3 separate regions of the Mus musculus genome follow, and regions 1 and 3 are each linked to region 2. The links are chromatin contacts, called in public Hi-C and HiChIP or PLAC-seq maps. All regions are on one chromosome and are shown on one strand. Each heading gives the region's core, a stretch centred on a gene start, on an enhancer-like site or on the middle of the called end of the contact. The rest is flanking DNA. Distances are from core to core; before and after follow the strand shown.

The links. A called contact is a pair of places that touch in the nucleus more often than the background predicts. HiChIP or PLAC-seq counts read pairs in DNA pulled down with a chosen protein or histone mark.
Region 1: a Hi-C map of uterus shows a contact between it and region 2, with 4 times the contacts expected there. The contact joins two enhancer-like sites. A contact is called at or near these places in 6 of 484 Hi-C or Micro-C datasets (the C2C12 cell line, Sertoli cells, muscle stem cells and 2 more) and 1 of 115 datasets of contacts at active chromatin or transcription factors (microglia).
Region 3: an H3K27ac HiChIP or PLAC-seq map of heart atrium shows a contact between it and region 2, with 5 read pairs. The contact joins two enhancer-like sites. A contact is called at or near these places in 12 of 484 Hi-C or Micro-C datasets (the C2C12 cell line, the G1E-ER4 cell line, the MC3T3-E1 cell line and 6 more), 4 of 115 datasets of contacts at active chromatin or transcription factors (differentiating embryonic stem cells, double positive thymocytes, embryonic stem cells and 1 more) and 1 of 9 other capture datasets (embryonic stem cells).

Annotation. Positions count from the first base shown.
Region 1 is chr12:79,732,375-79,736,926 of GRCm38.p6, reverse strand. The region is part of intron 8 of Rad51b (RAD51 paralog B); the gene reads right to left. Among named protein-coding and RNA genes, the nearest start is that of Gm36048, 64 kb to the left of the region's middle. Within about 2 kb of position 1,371, at least 31 of the 459 cell types and tissues checked have an H3K27ac peak or open chromatin away from gene starts, as enhancers often do. A contact at or near this core is called in uterus, where this site is marked.
Region 2 is chr12:79,858,132-79,862,704 of GRCm38.p6, reverse strand. Gm36132 (a long non-coding RNA gene) reads left to right here. Exons shown (of 4, transcript XR_381728.4): 4 at 2,071-3,862. Among named protein-coding and RNA genes, the nearest start is that of Gm36132, 7.2 kb to the left of the region's middle. Within about 2 kb of position 2,919, at least 105 of the 459 cell types and tissues checked have an H3K27ac peak or open chromatin away from gene starts, as enhancers often do. A contact at or near this core is called in heart atrium and uterus, where this site is marked.
Region 3 is chr12:79,781,837-79,786,731 of GRCm38.p6, reverse strand. The region is part of intron 9 of Rad51b (RAD51 paralog B); the gene reads right to left. Among named protein-coding and RNA genes, the nearest start is that of Gm36048, 15 kb to the left of the region's middle. Within about 2 kb of position 2,376, at least 9 of the 459 cell types and tissues checked have an H3K27ac peak or open chromatin away from gene starts, as enhancers often do. A contact at or near this core is called in heart atrium, where this site is marked.

The DNA.
Region 1 (4,552 bases), core at 122-2,621, 120 kb after region 2:
GAAGCCATCACTCTTTGAAAATAAGGGTGCTTTATGTGAATGCACACAAATCACAGACTCGATGGAGGTGGAGCTTTCCTCTGCAATACAAATATTGAGGCTGACACTAAATGGTGAAGGGCTGGGTGCAGCTCAGGTACTAAAGCACTTGCCTTGAGTGGAACTCAGAGACTACAAAAGAAGTTAATGAAACCAAATAGAATGAAATAGTAAGAACGTTGAAACGTTCAAGGCAAGAGTTTGGATTATATTTTCCTGGAAATGACACTGGGGTGGTTGGTAATGCCAGGCAGACTTCTAGGTGAGTTACTACACAGGTACAGCCCTGTGACGGGTCTTGGGTTCTATAGGAAAGCATACTGAACTTCTGTATCAGCTCCTGCATCGAGGTTCCAGCCCTGTTTGAGTTCCCTTCCTGACTTCCTTCGGTGATGGACTACACTCCGTGGAGGTGTAAACCAAATAAACCCTTTCCGCCCCAGGTTGCTTCGGTCGTGGTATTTTACCACAGCAATCGTTAGCCCCTCACTGCTGACTCTTGCTAGACCTAGTGATTTTACCTTATTGCATCCTTGGCTCATCTCTATGGGAATTTTAATACAATGAAATCATCTTAATTATACACGCATATTGACATCCCAGGAAGCTCATGAAAACTACCTGGCAGAAAGCATAGATGTACATTCGCTTTAGCTATCTGGGCTTTGTTGGGGCATTAACCACAATTCATGAGTGAGATGTCATCTTGAGCCTGTGTGTGGCCGGTTAATCACGTGTTTTCAGTCTGGCTCAGTGAACAAGCTCTGCAAGTTCACTTTGGCCTCCTCCAACAGTCTTAGTTTTTCAAGATGACCAACAACTGACAGAGGGAATGACTGGAAGGGGAAGTCACCCCTTTGCTGGCCAAGTAAAACCAGGCCATCTTATGGAGCTCACAGCAGCTAGTTGGAGGCATGATTTAAGCCTAAAAAAACTCTCTAGAATCCCAAGGCTTCCACAAAAAGGCAACTTCGGAGAATGGCAGCAAAATAAAAGCCTGGGACCTCAGGACATGGTTCCAGGAACAATGAGTACAGAAGAGTGAAACGGAGTCACTTTTTCCAGGCAGGCCACTTCCACAGACAATGCAGTCACACGGCAATAAGCAGCATTTACGAGTACATGAGGACACCCTGCATGTTTATAGACACCGCAGCAGCCGCCAACAGCGGAAGAGAGGGAGTGGATCCATTTATGAACAGCAGCCTCTCTCTTCACCCTGCTATAACTCCACTAAACCCATGGGAGCCTAGCTTACCAGTTCAGCAAGAACCATCTTGATTAAAATACGATGTCTCTGGTCACTAAGAGTTCTCCGGGGAAGTAATGGGAAAGTAGCCAAACCACACTATGTGAGAAGCAGACGAAGCCTCTCTCCTTTACAGGCAGACATGTTCTGGCCCGAGCCAGTCTTCTCACCAGCTCCTCCGCTCTCCGACCCAGCTTCCCACGGGGTAGATCTGGCTGCCTTCTATTTACTCTTCACACCCTGTCATACCTCTCCTCTCTCCCTGGGAGTGACAATTTCATTCGATCCCCCGGCAAAAGGATACCATTTACCACATCACCTTGGAAGCCTAGGAAATCAGCCCTGGACAGAAAGTTGGAGAGAGCCAGAAAGGGGATTTCCTATGTTGGCCTGCCAGTCCGCCATTTCTCATCAGTTCCCTTGTTTCCCCTCAAAGCACTTGGAAGACTCTCAGCGAACCCTGTTGACTTAGTACTTGGAAAAGTGCATGAGGTAAAAATGACCTCCAGTTTACAGACCTTAGTCAGAAAGATCTTGTTGGTTTGGGTTTTGAGACAGTGTTACTGACCTTGCCTCCTGAGTGATAGGATTTCAGAGGTATGCATCCCTAGGTAGAAGGATTGATTTTGTTGTTGTTGTTTTGTTTTGTTTTTTCGAGACAGGGTTTCTCCGAATAGCCCTGGCTGTCCTGGAACTCACTCTGTAGCCCAGGCTGGCCTCAAAATTAAGAAATCTGCCTGCCTCTACCTCCCGAGTGCTGGGATTAAAGATGTGTGCCACCACGCCCAGCCTAGGATTGATTTTTTAAAATCCACTCGTTCATTTACTTACTCAACATTCAATAAATACAGAGTACCTGTATACACCAGGAACTGGGCTGAGACTAAGTCCAAACTGATGTCATGTGACTGACACCTGGCAGTGCCAGTCTATCCTTGAATGAGAAGCCCCATTTACTATTTCCTGAAACAAGTAGCCCTGGATCAGCGCAGTAGAACGACTAACAGATACCCCGTCTACTCTCTCGCCATTCCAAGAATAGGAAAGCTTTGCTGGAGAGAATGAATCAGGAAACACCAGGTGATTTTTTATGGTGAAATTATCCTCCTTTCTATAATGGACATCATGCTACCAGACAATGTCTACTGAAAATCAAAAGGGATAAAGGCAGTGAGATGCCTCAGTAGTAGAGGCTCTTGCCACCAAGCCCGAGGACCTGGGTTTGATGCCCAAGACCCACATGATAGAACTCGGTGACTAACTCCTATAAGTTGTCCTCTGAGCTCCATATATGCACCCTGCCCACACATGTGCACACAAAATAAATAGATAGATGGATGGTATGCACAAATGCATTTTGTAAAATATGATTTAAAATGCACAACTAAATTTAATCTTAGGTTTATAAGGGTTGAGAGATAAAAGAAAGGTAGTCTCAGTTGATAAGGTTGATTAACAATGACTTATGATGCTCTGATTCTTTTTAAATCTTCATGGGTGTTTTTTTTTTCTGCATGTATGTTTATGCATTATGTGCATATAGTACATAAGGAGGCTGGAAGAAGGCATTTGATCCCTCAGAAATACAATATTAATTGGTTGTTAGCTATCATGTGGGTACTAAGAACTGAACCTGTGTCCTCTAGCAAAGCAAAGCAACCAGTGTTCTTAAACACTGATCCATATCTCCAGCCTTTGACCTTTGACACTCTCTCTCTCTCTCTCTCTCTCTCTCTCTCTCTCTCTGTGTGTGTGTGTGTGTGTGTTTAGGTATATGAGGCTGCATGTGTGTTATGGTACAAGCGGAGGGCTGAATATCCGTCCTTCCTTGTCTTCCTCCTTGTTTAAGGCAGGGTCTCTGTTCTCCTCTGTCTCAAATACCAGGCTCAGTGGCCCATGAGTTCCCAGCGATGCTCTTGTTTCCCAGGTCCATGTAGGAGCACCAGGATTACAGACAAGGGTTACAGTACCAGATTTCCACAGGCTCTAGAGGTTTGAACTCAGGTCCTCATGCTTATGTGGCAAGTTCTTTTCCCACTGAGTTATATCAGCCCAGCCCAATGCTCCAAATCTTAAAGGGAAAAGCAGCCTTTGTAAGAAACACACTCTTTACAGTTTCATGGAAAGTTTTGGCGAAGGAGCAAATATCTTGATTGTAAAAACAAAGGAAGCCCATGCATTGAGAGAGTTAAGCGTACTGTGGGGGGAAGAAAAAAAAAACTTAAAACGAAGATGTTTTGCTTTATAGAAAATTCTATTGATTCACGGAGTCCTTTTAAAAAAACAACTATTTGAGATTCCCATAATATACCGAGAAACCTCCAGAAAATGTTACATAAGTTTTAGAATCACCAATTTAAGAAACTTATTATTTATTTATTTTTTTCAGTGTCTTTCAACTGTAATTATACTGTCTTTATAATAATAATTAAAAAAAACTTTGGTGGTAAGAGTATAAAAATTTTAAAAATCTCATAGAACTTGCAGACCCCAAGTCCCAGAGCCCACAATTTGAGAAATATTGATTTTTGTCTCGCCTTTGCCTTTTATGGGTGAAGGAACAAATGACTCTCCTAACCACACAGATGGCTCTTAGCACAATCCAGCCAGAAAGCTAGGTCGCCCGGTTTCTAGAACAGTAGTTTTTCCTTCTTTAGACAAGGCCTCCTCTGTCTGCTACTCAGCTCACTATCTGTCCCAGACAGACACTGGCTTTGTACTAGTCCAGAGATGGGGAAACAGATGGAGGCAGCAGGTTTGAGGGGAAGTGCTGTGGGTGTGGCTGCCGTCACTGCAGCTGGGCCTGCATCCGAAGGGAAGGGTCTCCCATGGTCACATTCTACTGCGCATCTTTGAAACAAAGAAACGTTGGGTGGAAAACACAGGCAACTTTAGGAGGAAGCATTTCTGCCTAGCAAGTTTGGGCAGAAAGTTTGATGAACATGGTCCTGAGCTAAGAGCCAGAGAGGAGCTCCAGAGGGATGAGGTTATAATTCAGGGTGGCCAATTTAATCAGCTCATATTCATTAAACACCCACAAGCACGTGGTGCTTTACAGCTAACCCCTTCCCTCACGCAGAAGCATCCACAGGCCTGTTTTAATCGGGCCACCCTGTTCATGTTGGGAATCTAGCCAGAGTGTTAAAGCAACTGCTTCCCTTCCTAAGAAAACAGGGTAGACTTACTACCGCGAGTAAAGGGGGAAAGCCCCTAGTTTTGCATCCCATCCTAAAGCTGGGAAGGACACAGGGAATCTGTTTTCCA
Region 2 (4,573 bases), core at 1,670-4,169:
TAGGGTGGTGACATCATTGGGCAACCATTACTCTGCCTAGCACAGGCCTCAAGTGAAAAAGCCAAGACTCCCTTGTCTTAGGGACTCATCACTGTGAAGAGACCGTATGACTAAGACAACTCTTATAAAGGACAACATTTAATTGGGGCTGGCTTACAGTTTCAGAGGTTCAGTCCATTATCATCATGGTGGGAAGCATGGCATCATGCAGGCAGACATGGTGCTGGAGGAGTCAAGAGTTATATATCTTGATCTGAAGGCAGCAAGAAAGGAGGTCTGAATCACGCTGGCCAGAGACCTCACAGCCCCACCTCCATTGTGACATACTTCTTCCAACAAGACCACACCTCCTCCAACAAGGCAATACCTCCTAATAGTGCTACTTCCCATGGGCCAAGCTTATTCAAACCACCACACCCCTTTTATGGTACTCTTGGTCTAGTAGAGAATAGGCTAAATAAGGGGTGACCTCTGCCAGGCATATTGGGAACCTGCTTCAGAGAAAACACCAGGGAAGTTTGTTTCAGAGTGTCTCACTGTGGGTGTCTTAGTTAGGGTTTTACTGGTGTGAACAAATACCATGACCAAGGCAAGTCTTATACAAAACAACATTTAATTGGGGCTGGCTTACAGATACAGAGGTTCAGTCCATTATCATCAAGGTGGGAGCATGGCAGTATCCAGGCAGGCATGGCAACAGGCAGAGTTGAGAGTTCTACATCTTCATCCAAAGGCTACTAGTGGAAGACTGACTTCCAGGCAACTGGGGTGAGAGTCTTAAGCCCACACCCAGAGTGACACACCTATTCCAACCAGGCTACACCTCCAGATGGTGCCACTCCCTGGTCCAAGAATATACAAACCACCACAGTGGGCAACTCATAATCTTCCTGCCTCAGTATCCAAGTGCTGGTATTATGGGTGTGTGCCACACCTGGCACATGATTTGTCCCAAAGAGCTATGGACACTCTTCCCTCCTGTGTAGCCATTGCTGTCGTCTTTGTCATCTTCATCTTTTTACTTTGTGTGGTGAGGACCAAACCCAGGGCCTCATGCTCTTGTAGGTGCACACTGCCCTGCAGGAGACAGCCCTGGTCTTTGCACTTGTATCTTGAAATACTGGAAACACCCCAAGACTAGAGCTGCAATATGTCTGGTCCTCATTAGAACCTAGTTCAGGAGGGCCTTATGTGTGACCTGGCTGACAGAACCTGGGCTCCTCCTGAGCCATGGCTGCATGAAACAGATGAAAAGATGATCGTCCTCCACAGTTAAAGCAGTTCTAAAATCTAGAACATTCCCTAAACTGTGTGTCTTGGGTCACTTAGGAATTCTATTTAAAGCCTGTGGGCCCCTTCATCCACAACCCAGAGCAATCCTCTCAGTCCTCTCCCTTCATCTTGACACAGCCCTGTGAGGAGTGAGAAGCCCCCTTGCTTCATCTCACTCAGGGTTTATGGGGGTCCATGTATTTTTCTTTCTACTCTGCTTTGGTCATCTCTCAGCGTTGCTCTGTGGGAGCCTTAAAGGGTTTAATTTTAAAACCAAAGCATATTTTTGAACCTTGGTATGTCTAAGTCCCTTCCGGCTCATGGCAGCTGTTCTCTGTGGACCCCTCTCTCCATGTGTCCTTGGCCAGGTTACTGACCTCTCTCTGTCCCCCTCCCATCTGCAACAAGGCTAATGACTGCAATCCCCATATAGGAGGGAGCAGAGGGTGCACCAGGGGACAAACCAAGAATAGGAAAGCATGAATATCTTAGCTGCCATTCTTATCCAAAAAGGAGGCGCAGCGTGAACCTCCTCTCTCAACCACACAACAAGCCTATTTTGTTGTTTTTATTTGTTTTCTTTCACTTAGTTCTGAGACAGGGGCTCACTATATAGTCTTGGCTGGCCCACAACCTACTTCATAGACCAGACTGGCCTTGAACTCACAGCACTGAGATAAAAAGTATTTGCCACCACACTGGGCAAAGCCAGCTTTACAGACCACCAGAATGTTGCGTTTATGTCACCCAAGTAAATGCATTTTTTTAAAGCAATGTGTCACCTTGTTCTTTCTACAGGAATAGAATTCCTTCAAGGACCATTTCTTACAGGAGAGGGAAGACATGGAGGCACAGTAAATGGGTAGGTGACAGGCAAATGGAGAGCCTGGCACTCATGTCAAGGACAAGATAAAGCCTGTCTGCACGGGCTGAAGTAGGGACATTCAGCAAAGTGGTTTTTCTCTGGGCTGTTTGGTGCTTACAGTTTGCCCAGATCCTAACCCAAACTCAAACTGGAACTTCCTGGATGGCGCCACCTTGCCTTGGCAATCCTTAATTTATTAACTCAAAATGCTTCCCAGATCCTGCCCAAGACCTCTCTAACCTGGCTCCCAACTCTCTGTGCTCAGACTCACTGGCCTGCACTGTCACAGCTTTGAATGGGACTGTCCTTGAGATCCATAAAGAAGTACTTCCCCCGGATCCCTCACCAGCCCAAGGCCACTTGCAACCTTCATGGGGGTGTGGGGGGGGGGGGGAGAAACACGACACTGTCCTGGTTTCCACTGGCAGCAACGGTTACTCAGGCTGCCTCCAAACAGCCAGAAGAGTTCCAGAGTCCACAGATCTTGCTTCTCAGTGGCACACACATTCATAGACTTCTCTAAGGTGCTTCCCTGCAGGAGAGCTCTCTGTGAGCTAGGTCCTTACACAGGAGTCTCTGCTGAGGAAAAGCCTTGGACGTGGGGTTAGGAAAGCTGTCAGAGGCTGTTTTGCACAACATCAAACACATTCCAGGCCTTATCTAATCAGGGAGCCTTCTTCAACAGCCATGCAGAGGCTGTTCCTGCAAAGCATTCCCCAGGCAGGGCGAGGGCCTTGATTCTAGAGGCAGAGTAATGGCTCTTTTGGCACAGGCAAAGCTGCCTGGCAGCTGGAGCTTTGAGGTAACCTCTGACCCTCTCCCACAGTTCCTCCCAAGTCCCGCCGCACCACTCTAAGCCACCCTCAAATCCCAGGCTCTAATTGGCTCTGGTTTGTTTTGCCTTTCTCTTCTGTCCAGTGCTTCAAAAGGCACTTCAATAATTGTTTGAGGCACGAAAAAGGCAGGGTTCAGCTTTCCTAACTGGAATTGGAGGTAATTACTGTCTTCCATATTCGAGCCGGTACATGCTGCAAATCACATGGCTCTGGGTTGCTTTCCAGCGGGGTGGCCAGGTCTCAGAGCTACAAGGAGGATTATAGAACTTCACAAAGGCTCTGCTTCAGAGAGAGAAGAATCGACAGGTCTCAGAAGTGCTAGAGGAGTTGTTTATACTCTTCTGCTGTCCGCTCGAGACTGTCCTGAGAGGTTTGGTCTGAAGAGACTTCAACTCTACCCTGGAAGTTTGGGATTTGCTTTTTTATTTTGTTTGCTCTCAATGGGCAGGAACTGACCCCTCCACACACACACACACACACACACACACACACACACACACACACACACACACACACACATAAGCCCCTTCTTGTTTGAAATTAATAACCACATGCTCGACCTAGGCTGCCCAACTTCAGAACAGAACTTCAATGAGTGAGGCTAAGACCCACCTCCAAGAACCAGAATAAGGATTCCATTTTGTGCATTCAAAACAGCAAACCCAAATGTGGAGAGTCTCTGGATCATCCCCCTTCTGCTCCTTGTGGACCCGGAGGGCCTTGTTTAATCGATCAGCTGATTCACAGGACGTCACTCACAGTGAGAGCGGTTGCTGACCCAACCTCAGAGGGTGTGTGAGGTCCACATGAGGTTAGCCCATGTGAAGTGCCTGTCTGGGATCTGTGTATACCAAATGTTCAATAAATATCAGCTAACAGTCACTGTCAAGGAGGGCCTTCTGATGCCAAAGGAGCCAGTCTGAACAGAGCCACCGTGAAATAGTACAATGAAGCAGGAAGGGCTAGGGTGCCAGCCCCAGTGTGAAGTGTCTTCCCTCCAAAGGGAATTGTCTTAAACATCTGAAGTTACCTCTGTCTCAGCCTGGCTCTCGCTCACCATCCTGAACGATCTCATCCAGGTGGAGGGCTGCTGTCCCCACTGTGCTTCTGGCCCTTCTCTTTCCAATGTCCTCCTCAGAGCTCTCAATGTCCTCGAACCTTGACTCCAGGTCAGTAAAGCCGATCAAACCGCACATCCCGGCAAGGGCTCGGTGGAAATCCCCTCTGAGCAGGTGACCTTTACAGGTCGCACACGTTGCTTTCATAGTCTTGAGGACAATGCACAGGCACATACTTATCTGTGTATTTGTCTCATATCTATTTCTAGATAAACTAAAGTTCATGTGAACGAGGCCAAGTTTCTCTGTCCTTTCTTCCTTAACACAGATGACGGTTTGCCTGTGAACTTTCTTTATTCTGTTTATGCAGATCTGAGTGATCGACTAGAGATCTAGCAGGTCCTTTCTGTATATTTGCTGAAGGAATGACTTCTTTCTCTGTCTCTCTGTCTCCCTCCTCCCTTCCCTCCCTCTCTGTGCGGTAATGGTATTGGGAATTGAACTCGGGACCTTGATCACATTAGGCAAATGTTCTACCACAA
Region 3 (4,895 bases), core at 1,127-3,626, 75 kb after region 2:
CTAACTGCCTTTGGAACAAGATGTAGAACTCTCAGCTCCTCTGGTATTATCTCTGCCTGCATGCTCACTGCCTGCCTTGAATGTTGTCCTTTATAAGAGTTGCCTTGGTCATAGTGTCTCTTCACAGCAATTTAATCCTAACTAAGACAGCCCATTATAACTTAAAGTGGGTAATTAAGAAGGCTAACTTCATTTATTTAGACATATTTATAGAATTTGAGCCTAAAGTTGGGGAGTGATAAGAACCACAATCACTAACAATTCTGCCACTGAAATTCTTTATGTATGAGACAGGGAGGTGGGGGTGACGGTACTTACCTTACAAGGTGTGGTGGTTAGGTTAGATGGGTTATCTACGTCACTGTAGTACCTCACAAATGTCTAAATACTCAGTACCCATTAGCTATTGTTGTTAAGCATTATGGCACTAGAGAACACTAATTTAATCAGCTTATTGATCTTTTCCAAATGAGAGATCCATTCCCTCTGAAGGAGGGGAATTTTAAAGGGATCTATCTACCCAGTCTTCTAGGTAGAGCAGTATGTTACTGAAAAGAGAACTCTGTAGTCTCTGGCCCCAACTTGTCCCTTTGTGGTAGGCCTTGTGGACCATCCTCTGAGGCTACAAGTAGAGTATGCCAGTGGGAACACACCATTGCCCGCCTTTGCTATGCCTCTGAGCTCCAGAAGGAGTTCTTTGCCCAGCTCTGGACTTCATAAACAGCCATGAGAAGAGAAATTAGCCAAAGTTCAATTGCGTATCAAAGAAACCCACAGAGCCAGAGAGCTCTCCCAGGACCCACACAGCTGCTTTGTCTACTGCCAAGCCATGGCCCTAATGCATGGATACGCCTGTCAGCCAAGAGCCAAAGCCACAAAGCTCTACCAGCCCAGTTAGCCCTGGCATTCTGATATACCAAGGGATCTATTATTTGGGCTGTTGTCTCATTGTCAAGAGTAAAGATAGAAATACCAACCCCATCTGTAAGCCAGTGTACTAAAACCACTACCACTATCCTCCCAAGTTACCCTACCCCTTACTGTGAGAACGGGCCTATTGCCTTGTGTGATAAAATGGGAAAAAATGCCAGTTTTCCCCACTGGTTAGCTGTGGTCTGATTTCTTTGTGGTCAGTCTTTCCTATGAGCCTGACTTGGATGGGCCAGTTTCTATGTCCAAGTGCACATACTTGGATCCTATGCCAGGGTCCCACGAGAGGCATGGGTCTATCTCAATTTGTCTCTAAAGGGAAATCGTCCTATGGTTCAAATGTGTTTTCTACCTCAGAGTATAGCAGAGGGGTTCACAGCTCTATCTATCAGTGATACTTGTTTCTTCAAATGGTTACCCCAGACTCGGTGGCTACAACTGTCCCTTCTAAAAAGCGAGATGTTTTGTACTCCAAATGTGTCTCTACTTGGAATTCTGAAGTTACAGATAGCAGCTTGTCAACTCTGGAGAAGTTTATTTCATCTAAGCCAACCAATGTTTATTGGACATGTAGTCTGTGTCAAGCACTGAGCTGGAATTCTGCTTAAGAGCCAGAGGCAATGGGAGCCAGAGGCAATGGGAGCCAGAGGACTGTACTTTTTTTGGTGGTGGTTGACAAGAATGTTGGGTACAGAATCTCTAAGGCTAGGCCATAGGGTCAGCGCTGAAAAGTTCTATGAAAGACCACATACTGCAAAGTCTCAATCAGATCATAAAATTATCAATAAAGGGTAAATTATGAATATCTGTGGATTTCTAGGATGCTCAAACTCCATCCCATTAAAAGCACATTTGTTTTTAGAAGCACAGAACTTAAAAATCAATTTTAAGTAAAAAAATTTTTTTTGACATGGAAATGTAATCTATCTTTACAAAGTGATTTATCTAAAATTTTGGCAGAAATTACTGTACCGAACCCTAAATTTGGCCACAGTGGAGACTGATTCCTCAGAATTCCCACTTTGTGACCACCCTGCCATCTAATAAAAAAACCTATGCCATGTTTTGGATCTGAGCATTTGAAAACAGAAAGAAATGCGACAGGTCAAAATTCCACAGTCCCTAGCATTCTGATTACTTGCAAATCCATACAAGGTTCGTGTATCTCTCTCCTCTCATTCTGTCGGTCTCTGAGTGTCTGCCCGTCACCAAGTGGTGAAAACTTAAAGGCTATGCTGGTGCGTCCGGCATGTGGAAAACCACTCCCTGGTTCTCTCTGCCCCGAGACATCCAGAGGCTCGTGAAGATGCTCTTAGACACCCAAACAGACTAATCTGTCCACCCGTGCACGTACCCAACACCATTAAACACTCCTTTGAAAAACTGCGTGCTTTGCACAGACTTGCTGGGAAGCCACAGGCTGAGTTCTCAGTCACTAGCCAAGGAGAGATGGGATCCAGCCCATCCCTTAGACCACAGGAAAAAAAAACGCTTTCCACCACAGAGCTGGCTGCAAAATGTATTCTTTTTGTAGGAAACAAAATGTTTCCAGCCTTGGGCTTTTTTTTTTTTTTCTTTTCTTTTCTTTTTTTTTTTTTTTTTTTTTTGTCCTTTCATTGCTATTGAGTAGGAAAGGCAAAGGCTCAAGCAAGAGGCCAAGTAAACATCTGGGAAAACCAAAACCAGGTTCCTCTGCTGGAGAGGAGCCGGCGTTGAGTGAGCAGTTCACTGGGTGAGTCCCAGGCCTTGGGCAGCTCTGGGTCAACCCAACACAGGCAGTTCTTTACCTGTTTATGGCCCTGCTTTGATCTGACCTCACTACAGCTCTACATACTAAGTGAAGTTAGACAAGTTGCTTTACTTTTCTGAGCCTCAGTCTGATCTCAAGTGTGACTTCTACCAAGAACAGCACGTGTTACTAAAGATGCGGAGGAAAAGGTACAGCTCCATGATGGTGAATGCTCACATAAAGCCCCGAGTTTGATCTTGAGCACAAGAGGAGGAGGAAGAGGAGGAAGAGAAGGAAGTGGAGGTGATGATGGTGACAAGGGTAAGGATAAAAGTTATGGGGTCTGGGGATGTGGTTCAGTGGGTGAAGAGCTCACTGCGGAAGCATGAGGACCCAAGTTCATATCTGCAGCCCAGATGTAACAAGCTGGCACAGGCAGCACTGTGTACCTAAGATTACAGGGTCTGGGAAACAAAGGTGGAAGTCTGTAGAGCTACTAGCCAGTCAGTGAGTTCCAGGTTCAGTGAGAGACCTTGTCTGAAAACTAAGGTGGAAAGTGATTGAGAAGGGCATCTGGAACTGACCTCTGACCTCCACACACAGGTACATATGTGCCATATATGTGTACACATGCAATGATGCACGCACACACACATGCACATGTGCACACACACACACACACACACACACACACCACAGATCCATACAATACCCAGCACTCAGATATGATTTATTAAGATAGGTTCAGTAACTCTTAAAGGTCACTAGAGAACGAATTTCACAGACCACTAGAACCCAAAGGCCCCTCAGAGACGACTACTCTAGCTTTGTATTATGTAATGAGGAGGCACTGGAGAGATGGAAAGGGCCGATGAAGGCCTGCAGGTAGGAGAAGGCTTGCAGACAGGAAGCAAACAGAGCTAAAGCCACTTCCATCGCAGAATATACATACACTATCGGCTGGCAGAGGATCTCAGGGTTTGTGTACCTAAGACCCACCCAGGAATGTAGAAGTTCCGATTTTTTGAGGTGGAGGGCATCCTTTCTGGATGCAGCCTAGAAGGCTCAGGCAGCTGAACTGTCATATGCTCTGCAGGCGGAGTCTAAGCAGTGCTCCTTTGACCACCTGTCCAGAAACACTTCACAAGGAAGTCACTGGCCAAGTAAACAGCTGAACTATAGGATTATATGATATGGCTTTGCACAGATAAGCCATGAGGCAATTCCTGAAGATAACAAACAATGTTCCTATTGCCTAAAGCAGGGGCAGAGTGCAATGTCTCATCTTCTTCATAGAAGCAGAGAGTGCAGAAGAGAAAACCAGGACTGGAAGGGCAGCTCAGCGGAGAGGAGTGCACACCGCTTGTGGGGAGGACCTGTGTTCAGCTCCCAGACCCACACTGACAGCTTTCAACTGCCTGTCACTCCTTCTCCAGGGGATCCAGTGCCCTCTTCTGGAATCTGTGGGCACTGCATACATATGCATAAACCCACGTGCAGATATACATGTACACATAATATATAAAACCTCTTTTAAAATTTCAGAAGAATCAGTGGCTCTCTGTTATAGAAGAGCCATCTTCTATAACATGATCAGATATCTTATTAGAGAGAATTGATTTTAAAGTATCATTGTCTTTTTGACAATGAAAAGTTTTCCTCCCCGCCCCACATGGGAGATGAAGACAGTGTCTTTTGTATGTATATTTTATTTTTATACTTAATGAATTAATCTTAATTTTTGAAGAAATGTGAAAGGCTACACGAATGTTCAGTGTACTCAAATGTAGCCATGCTCCTGCACTACATATGTGGCTGACTCATGTTGTAGAATTCTTTGTAGACTAATGAAGGAAGCGATATATATAACCATAACTATGCTTGGGGTGGTGGGCTTGAAACTAACAGGGCCTGCTTTGAGAAAAGTTCATCGAGGGATTTCAGGGATTTGCACGCACAGGTCCTAACTCCGCCCTTCTCTTCGTAAAGTGTGGCAGTGCACTCAAGTGCATGGTGATTTCCTTGTTTATAATTTGGAAAAACATGCCTGTGCACCACATGTATGCAGTACCTGTGGAGGCCAGAAGAGGGCGTGGGATGCTTTGAAACTGGAGTTATATATGGTTACACTATCACACACACATTGCTGGATATTTCAGAGACCAGGAATCTCAGGTCCATCTGTGCATATCACCTGCTTCCTTTTCATTAATGGCCTGCTCTTTAATAACTGTGT